Linked DNA regions of Rattus norvegicus: region 1 is linked to region 2. A link is a contact called in public Hi-C data. All regions are on one chromosome and are shown on one strand. The core of a region is the stretch at or near the end of the contact, and the rest is flanking DNA. Distances in the headings are between cores, read along the strand shown.

Region 1 (3,631 bases), core at 910-3,409, 200 kb after region 2:
TTCATGCCTATAATCCCATTTATAAAGATACTTACGTCAGGAGAATCTCAAGAGTTCCAGGTCAGCCTGGGCTACACAGCAAGATGCTATATTTAAAACAAACCGAAACAAACTAAAGAATAGGGGTTGGGGATGGTCATGACTATGGCCCCAGTACTGTAATTGAACTACATTATGACACGCAGTCTCAAAAAGTAAGTGTGTGTGTGTGTGTGTGTGTGTGTGTGTGTGTGTGTATTGGCGGGGAGGGGTGCCCAAGAAATGTCTGAACAGGTAAAGGCACTTGATTTCAAGCTTAATAAGAGAGTTCAGTCCTAGGCCAATGCCTGTAATGCCAACACTCAGGAGGCAGAAGATCTGAGATTGAAGCTAGCCTAATCTACAGAGCAAGTTCCAGGACAGCCAGGGCTACACAAAGAAATCCTCGAGTCGTCTTCTGACCTAGTCATGTACACACACACACAGGTTTTTAAATTTTAGAATGTATAGTGTCATTTTGATCTTTTTATTTCATCAGCCTGTTTGAATTTCAGAACAGGAAAATGAAAGAAAAAGCAATTAAAAGAACCAGCTTTCTCTTTCTTTTTCAGGGAAAATTTTCACACTGGTTAAAGTTTTGCACTACAAGAAAGCAGATTTGAGGGCTAGAGAGATGGCTCAGAGGTTAAGAGCACCGACTGCTCTTCCAGAGGTCCTGAGTTCAAATCCCAGCAACCACATGGTGGCTCGCAACCATCTGTAATGGGATCCGATGCCCTCTTCTGGTGTGTCTGAAGACAGCTACAGTGTACTCATATACAAAATAAATAAATAAATAAATAAATAAATAAATAAATAAAAGAAAGCAGATTTGAGAGTGACTTTAAGTCTGTCCTGATGTATTTGGGAAAATAAGTTACCAAGTTAATGATTCCCCCCATCTCCACCCGAGAGCTTCCTCTGTGGCAATCTGGTAACCTCCAGGCAGACTGAGAAGTTTCCCAATTTAATCCAAAAAAATGTTCAACCTTTCGTATAACAAGAATTCATTTCCTTCATCAAGGAATGAAATGGCTCAATCGGTAAGGAAGATAAACAACACAGGCTAATATCTGGAACAGAAAACAAACAGGAAATATTTGAAAAGACCAAAATCACACATACAGCTTAACGGGGCATGAAATTAGATGCTGAGCAACGCACCTGTTGAAGAAAGAGGAACCGGGGTTGTCTGAAGTCTTAAGTTATTTGTTATTACCACTAATTCCTAAGCAGGCAGTGAGTGGTCAATCAGCGAGCTCCTGGCTCAACCAAAACTACACAGTATTTAAGCAACAATACTTTAAGTTTCTGGACTCATAAAACCGAGAGACCATGCACTCACAGCTGGGTCCTAGTCACAAAAGAATTTTGCAGAGGTCTGTAAAGCACTCCACAAATGTAAGCATCTCTGCACGGCTTTTACTTCACGAACGGGAACCGTCTCTGGTATTTTTGAGAATGCAAATCTGCTGAGTACGGAAGAACAAATTCAGGTGAAGTTGGCTTAAGGGAGGTCAAGTGTGAAGCAAACGGATGGAAAGTGGTACACACCGGTGGACTCAAACACAGACCAATGAATGACCGGAGGATAGCATCCGTCCCGCCACTACCTCAGCACCATACCCACCTACCAGCAGCCGGCTGGTGAGGTTTCAAACTCTAGCTGTCCGGCAAATCGCACCCAGGCCTACTTGCTAAGAGACCGCGTTATTTTCTGTTTGTAATTACGAAGTGGGTCGAAGGTAGAGCTGGGATAAACACACTTTATGGCCCGTCTGAAACTGACCGCGCCACCCAGCGAAGCCGTTCTGAGGTAACCGGCGGCGGCCACCGTACATTCTCTCAGCCGCTGACGGCTTCAGTCCTGGGCTCACTGCGGCCGTCCCCAGCACAGACGTGTAAGCCCGGAGGGCGCGCGGCCCGGCCCTGACTGACTCCGCGTGAGCCGGTGTCACGGTCTCGGCCGCGGCCTGCCCGGGGCCCGCCCGCTCACCGCGTTCTTTTTCTGCACCATTTTGTCCATCTTCTTGGCAATGCGAACCACCTCGTCCTCCATGGCTCCGGAAGGCCCCTCTCGCCCGGCCACAGCGGACGGGAAGCGAGAGAAGCTGCGCAGACGCTCGACGAGCCCCGAAGCCCACGGCCTAGGCCTTCCTCACAGACCCGGCCCGCGGCGGCGGAGGCAAACGCTCCACCCCCTAGGTAGTATCAGTCGAGCGCCACGCGCAACGCGCAGGCGCTACCAATCGATCGCGGGAGTCTGGAAAGCAAAAGTCGCTCGCTCTGGCGCGCGCAGTCCTCTTAATGTATTCCCGGCCCCTTCAGTCTGGAACTTCCGGATCTTTCCGGACTCTCCTTGCTGGAGAGTTAAGAGTCGGATTACCCTGGTTGTCATGCCGGAGAGACACCGGCACTAGGCGGTAGACAGCTACCGGTTCCAAGGGAACCCCTCCGGAACCGCGCTCTTTGGGACGCCGGGCGGGCATAGCCGAGGGCTTCAAGTGCATGAGCACCGAGGGTCATTCTTGGTCTCGGCTATTCAAACCTTATCGCCTGGGGGTGAAAACCGACTTAAAAGAAGGCCCTGAGAATTGTGCCTTAGAAAAAAAAAAAAAAGCCAAGGTAGAAAACTTACGAGTATAGTGTCTGGGATTGTTTTTACTTCTGTAAAACGTTGTGTGAAAGTTTTTAGTAAGTCAGGAACCACTGAACATTACAGACTTTAAACCTTAAAATGTCTTCTTTCCCATGAAAAACTTAACCAAAACACATTTTGTGTTTAATTAAACATGTGTCACCAAGCATGAAAGAAGACCGTGGTGTTTAACTAACGTGTCTTTTCACGCTTTAAGTTTATTAATGAGCAAATAAAGTAATTTCCCTGGGTTAAGTTTAAGTTATTAATGAGTTTAAGTTTAAGTTATTAATGAGCAAATAAAGTAGTTTCCCTGGGTAACAGTAAATTCCACTTCAGACAATCAGTTTCTATTGAAAAGAAATAGTTCAGTACCATTTTTCACCCACAGCTCACTTTCCATTGCTTTCTTTGTCCTTTTCCTTCAATTTCCTTGTGAGGTAATAAAGAGGAGACAATCATTTTCTCATTTGCAGATGAGAAAGTGGGTCTGTGCCAGGTAAATCATTTACTACCGATTCATACTATTCTCAGTTATAACAGCGTTTCAAAGTTAATTACCATTAATCAAAATCTACCACTTAGTAAGATTCTCCCTATACTAAGGCTTTTATGGTTCAAAATATCTGGTCTCCACTTCACTGCCTTAAGACAGGGTCTCTCCCTGAACTAGAAGTTTAGGTTGTCAGCTAAGCTGACTGGCATCTTCTAGACTCCCAGGCGTTGTGGTTACAGGAATGCACAACTCTGTGCTGGGAATTCCATCTCAGATGCCCTGGTCCTCATGCTTGGAAAACAACTACTCCAGTCCACTGAGCCATCTTCCCAGCCCCAAGTTGATTAATTTTTAACTGTGGTAAGAGAAACATCAAGTTTACTGTTTTAACTTTTATTTTTAGACAAGTCTTTTGTAGCCTAAGCTGACCTTAGTTTTCTATGTAGCCCAGGTTAGCCATAAGATCCTGATCTGCTAGG
Region 2 (3,611 bases), core at 313-2,812:
GTATTTCTCTCATCGAAGCATGACCATGAAAGAGCCTGAGGCAAAAGCACAAGACACCCATGACTCACAACAAACAGTACGCACTGAAGATAGGACTGCCAGTTCACTTTGTTGGCACGAACTTCAGCAGCCTTGGCTGCAATGATGTTAGTTGGGACAGCAGCATCCACGGCACCTCGAATGTCCATCTTGGTCATCTAAACTTTATGATTTTGAATGTTTCACAGACCTTCAATTTAGGGCCAAGATAAAAACAGAATAGCAGGCATTTTAATTTTTGAACTACTAGTATGAATACAACCACGTTCATTTCACTTAGCTTGAGTAGTAAAGATCCTAGCTCCGAACGGCATTAATCAATTTCAAATTTTGTCTACCACCCCTTAAAAGGTCTTTCCGTTGGCTTGTTCTTTTCCAGGGAAGAGTTTTTAATTATTAGCTGCAATATACTTTGAAACTTTTAAAATGACCATTTAAGAGGCTGACAGCAAAATTAAAACTAAACAGAATATTAAGCAGAACTCTTTGACCACCTTTAGTGCAATCATACCCAGGTCTTTGAATATGCTAAAAATAGCCCCAAAGTCCACTGCTCTAAATCTGTTCACTCATGTTCAAATCTCTCATACAAAAACTAAAACACCGAAAAGGGCCAACTATGGTATTTAAATGGCATCCATTAGGCTTCAATTTGCAAAGACGTTATATTAATTCCTTTAAAAATCACTGATTCAAAATAAAATATACCAAGTGGTATGGTAAATTTTTTCAAACACCAGTGCCTTCTTTTCAAACAGAAATTGACAAAACATTTTTCGAAATCAATATTGAAAGAAATTTCCTTTCCAACTTGGGTACAGCCAACGATAGGAGTCTATTCTGACAAGAAAAAATGTACAATAATGAGCTACAAAAATAAAACATCAGTCAACTTAATAGACATGTTACACCTTACTTTACTAAAATGCAAACACCGAACTCTCCATTCCCAAAACTTACGTTCTTGCCCACGAGCAAAAGGAGGAAAGGCAAATCATACCTAAATTCTACTCCGCGTTCCCAATGTGCTTAGTCAGTGTGGAACTTAAATTCTCCTTGTGGGGACTTGCTGCCTAAACAAACAAGGTCAGCGCGGACTGCGGGTCCCAGGTAGAACCGGCTCCATCCAGGAAAGGCTGGAACCCGAGGGCACAGTGCGGCCTTCCGGGGAGGCTCCGGGCCTCGGCGACTCTACCCAGGCCCTGGCCCAAGCCTGCCCACCCCCGCACGTCCTCTACTTCCCTCTGCGGTGAAGGCCCTGCAGCTCCGCAGACCCTGGCGCGGCCCGCAGGGAAAGCAGCCCGCTCTCGGGAGCCGAAGAGGGGCCCCAGGCGGCCTCACCTGGATAGCCTCGGGGAGTGAGGGCCACAAGGGCAGGCAGGTGCGGGTCGAGCTCCGAAGCCTCAGTGGCCACGGAAAGCCCAGAGCAATGGGAAGGCGACTCCGCGACAGACGTTAAGAGGCTCTCACGGAAAAAGCCGGAACAGCTGCAAAGTGACAGCAGCGTCTGGGCACGTGAGCAGCGGCACGTGACCGCAGTGGACCGCGGAAGCCGAGAGGGCCCAAAAGTGCTAGCACCGCGCACTAGGCGGCCGGACAGGGGCCAATTCCTCGGGTGCTTTAAAATGGCAAAATTCCCACCCAGCAAGTCGCCCTTACCAAAAAAGCCAAAGCTCCTGACATCAGTCTTTGGAGAAATTTGGTTTATGACCTTTGAGTATTTTTGGTTTGTTTGACTTAACCATCTCTTCGGACCAGGCATTTATACTCAGATTTTAAGCATAAAACTCAGACTGAAAAATGAGTCATAGACCCACGGTTACAGGCTTAACCAGTAATATATATTTCAGAAAAACGTTACTCATTGTTTACCTAACTTCACTTGCTCTCAGCGTATATATTTCTCACATCCTATCTTAAACCCAAAGGCCTGAGCTGGCCTTGTCTTCAGATTATACCAAAATATATATAATAGTGTTGGAGGCAAGTAAAAAAGCACACAAAGGAATGTACCTAAAAAACAAACAAACAAAAAACAGTATATTGTTACTTTAAAAAAAAATCTTTTTGAGGTCAAGTTTCAAAAACCATCATGAGTTATAAAAGAAAAAAATGTAGGAGATGATATTGATTTTCTACCACTACTGCAACAAATTACCACAATTATAGTGGTTTAAATGAAGCATAAATTCATCGTCTTTCAGGTGTCTGGGTCAGAAGTCCAGAAAAATGGGTCTCTCCCTCCAGAACTGCTTTAGGCCGGAATGACTTTATGCTAGAGGCTCAGGAGAATCTGTTCTTCTACCCTCTGTGTTCTAAGTCACTATCACCATCACGGACCATAGTTCAAAAGAGGTATCCAAGTTTCACCTGGATAACCCAAGCAGCTCTCCTGATCCTTAACCTGTTCGTTTCTTCAGCCTTTGGTTCCCCTTTGCCCAGCAAGTTGATAGCTTCACGGGTTTAGTTTCACCGGTTCATTAGGTTAGGACATCATGGGCCCAATTTTCCGTCAGAAATTATGTGGAAGGATACACCCTGATTTAATGTAAGTTGCTGGATAAGAATACAAAGGGCAAGTTGCTAATAGAAAAGAGCCCATATCTTAGACCTTACATAATATGCCTTGTTTTTCTGAAGGAAAACTTTGTTTTTAGCCATATTGGGGATTAGACCCAGAGCCTCCTTGAGTGAGACAAGCACTCCGCAAACTGCTATTTCCCAACCCTGAAGTAGAGCCATGTTACCTCTTTAAAACTGGATAGTTCTGGGCCATGGAAATGCTCTCCTGGTAAACAATGGCATTGTCACCAAATCCAACCATTGAGTTCAATCGTCAGACCCACAAGGTGAAAGGTGACAACAGGCTCTCTGAAAGTTGTCTGTTGGCGTCCACTCACTCAGTGCTCAGTGTGCATGCCCACAGCCATACACAATACGTACATAAATAAAATTTTAATGTAATTTTTTTTTTACTGAATACCACAGCCTGGCATGGTAGTGCGCGTCTGTAATCTTGGAATTGGGGCAGGAAGAGGAAGTCTGGCAGATGAAGGCCAGCCTGGGCATCACAACATGAACCAGGAGACAAACACATGTACAAACACAATTAAGTAATTGTAAGATAATCTTTACGCTGCATACTTGAAATTTTTCTTTCAAAATGATACTATGAATTAAGTCCCTTTGCGATGGGGTTGTCCAGAGATTGAAACAATGCCAAACGTATATTCTAGCACTGAGCTACACCCAGCCGAAAGGGTACTGTAAAAACTGTACCCTAAATTGAAGATGTGCTTACCAAGAGAATGCTAGAATTGACCCAATAACCGTGTCGTAAAATAACTCACAACAAATCTACAAGTCTCAAAGCTGTTTGCACTGACTGTCTTGCAAATGTAGTACGTGTTTTGTAGGTTCTAGGAGAAGCTCTTAGAATTGAAACTGGGACTTTGAGGGTTACTATTAGAGCACGAGAGAGGGATACTGATATTTGGTACCCAGAAACCACTGAGGATGTCTGGAAGCATGTCAACAGCACCACATAAACAAGTGTCAGCTTGAAATGTCAG

Evidence for each region. A called contact is a pair of places that touch in the nucleus more often than the background predicts.
Region 1: a Hi-C map of prefrontal cortex shows a contact between it and region 2, with 2.2 times the contacts expected there. The contact joins the promoter of Tcea1 here to the promoter of Atp6v1h in region 2. A contact is called at or near these places in 2 of 12 Hi-C or Micro-C datasets (mammary epithelial cells and prefrontal cortex).

Annotation. Positions count from the first base shown.
Region 1 is chr5:19,464,345-19,467,975 of GRCr8, forward strand. It overlaps Tcea1 (transcription elongation factor A1), which reads right to left and starts at 2,160. Exons shown (of 10, transcript NM_001025735.1): 1 at 2,015-2,160. The coding sequence starts at 2,077.
Region 2 is chr5:19,269,478-19,273,088 of GRCr8, forward strand. It overlaps Atp6v1h (ATPase H+ transporting V1 subunit H), which reads right to left and starts at 1,563. Exons shown (of 14, transcript NM_001398985.1): 1 at 1,381-1,563; 2 at 85-229. The coding sequence starts at 197.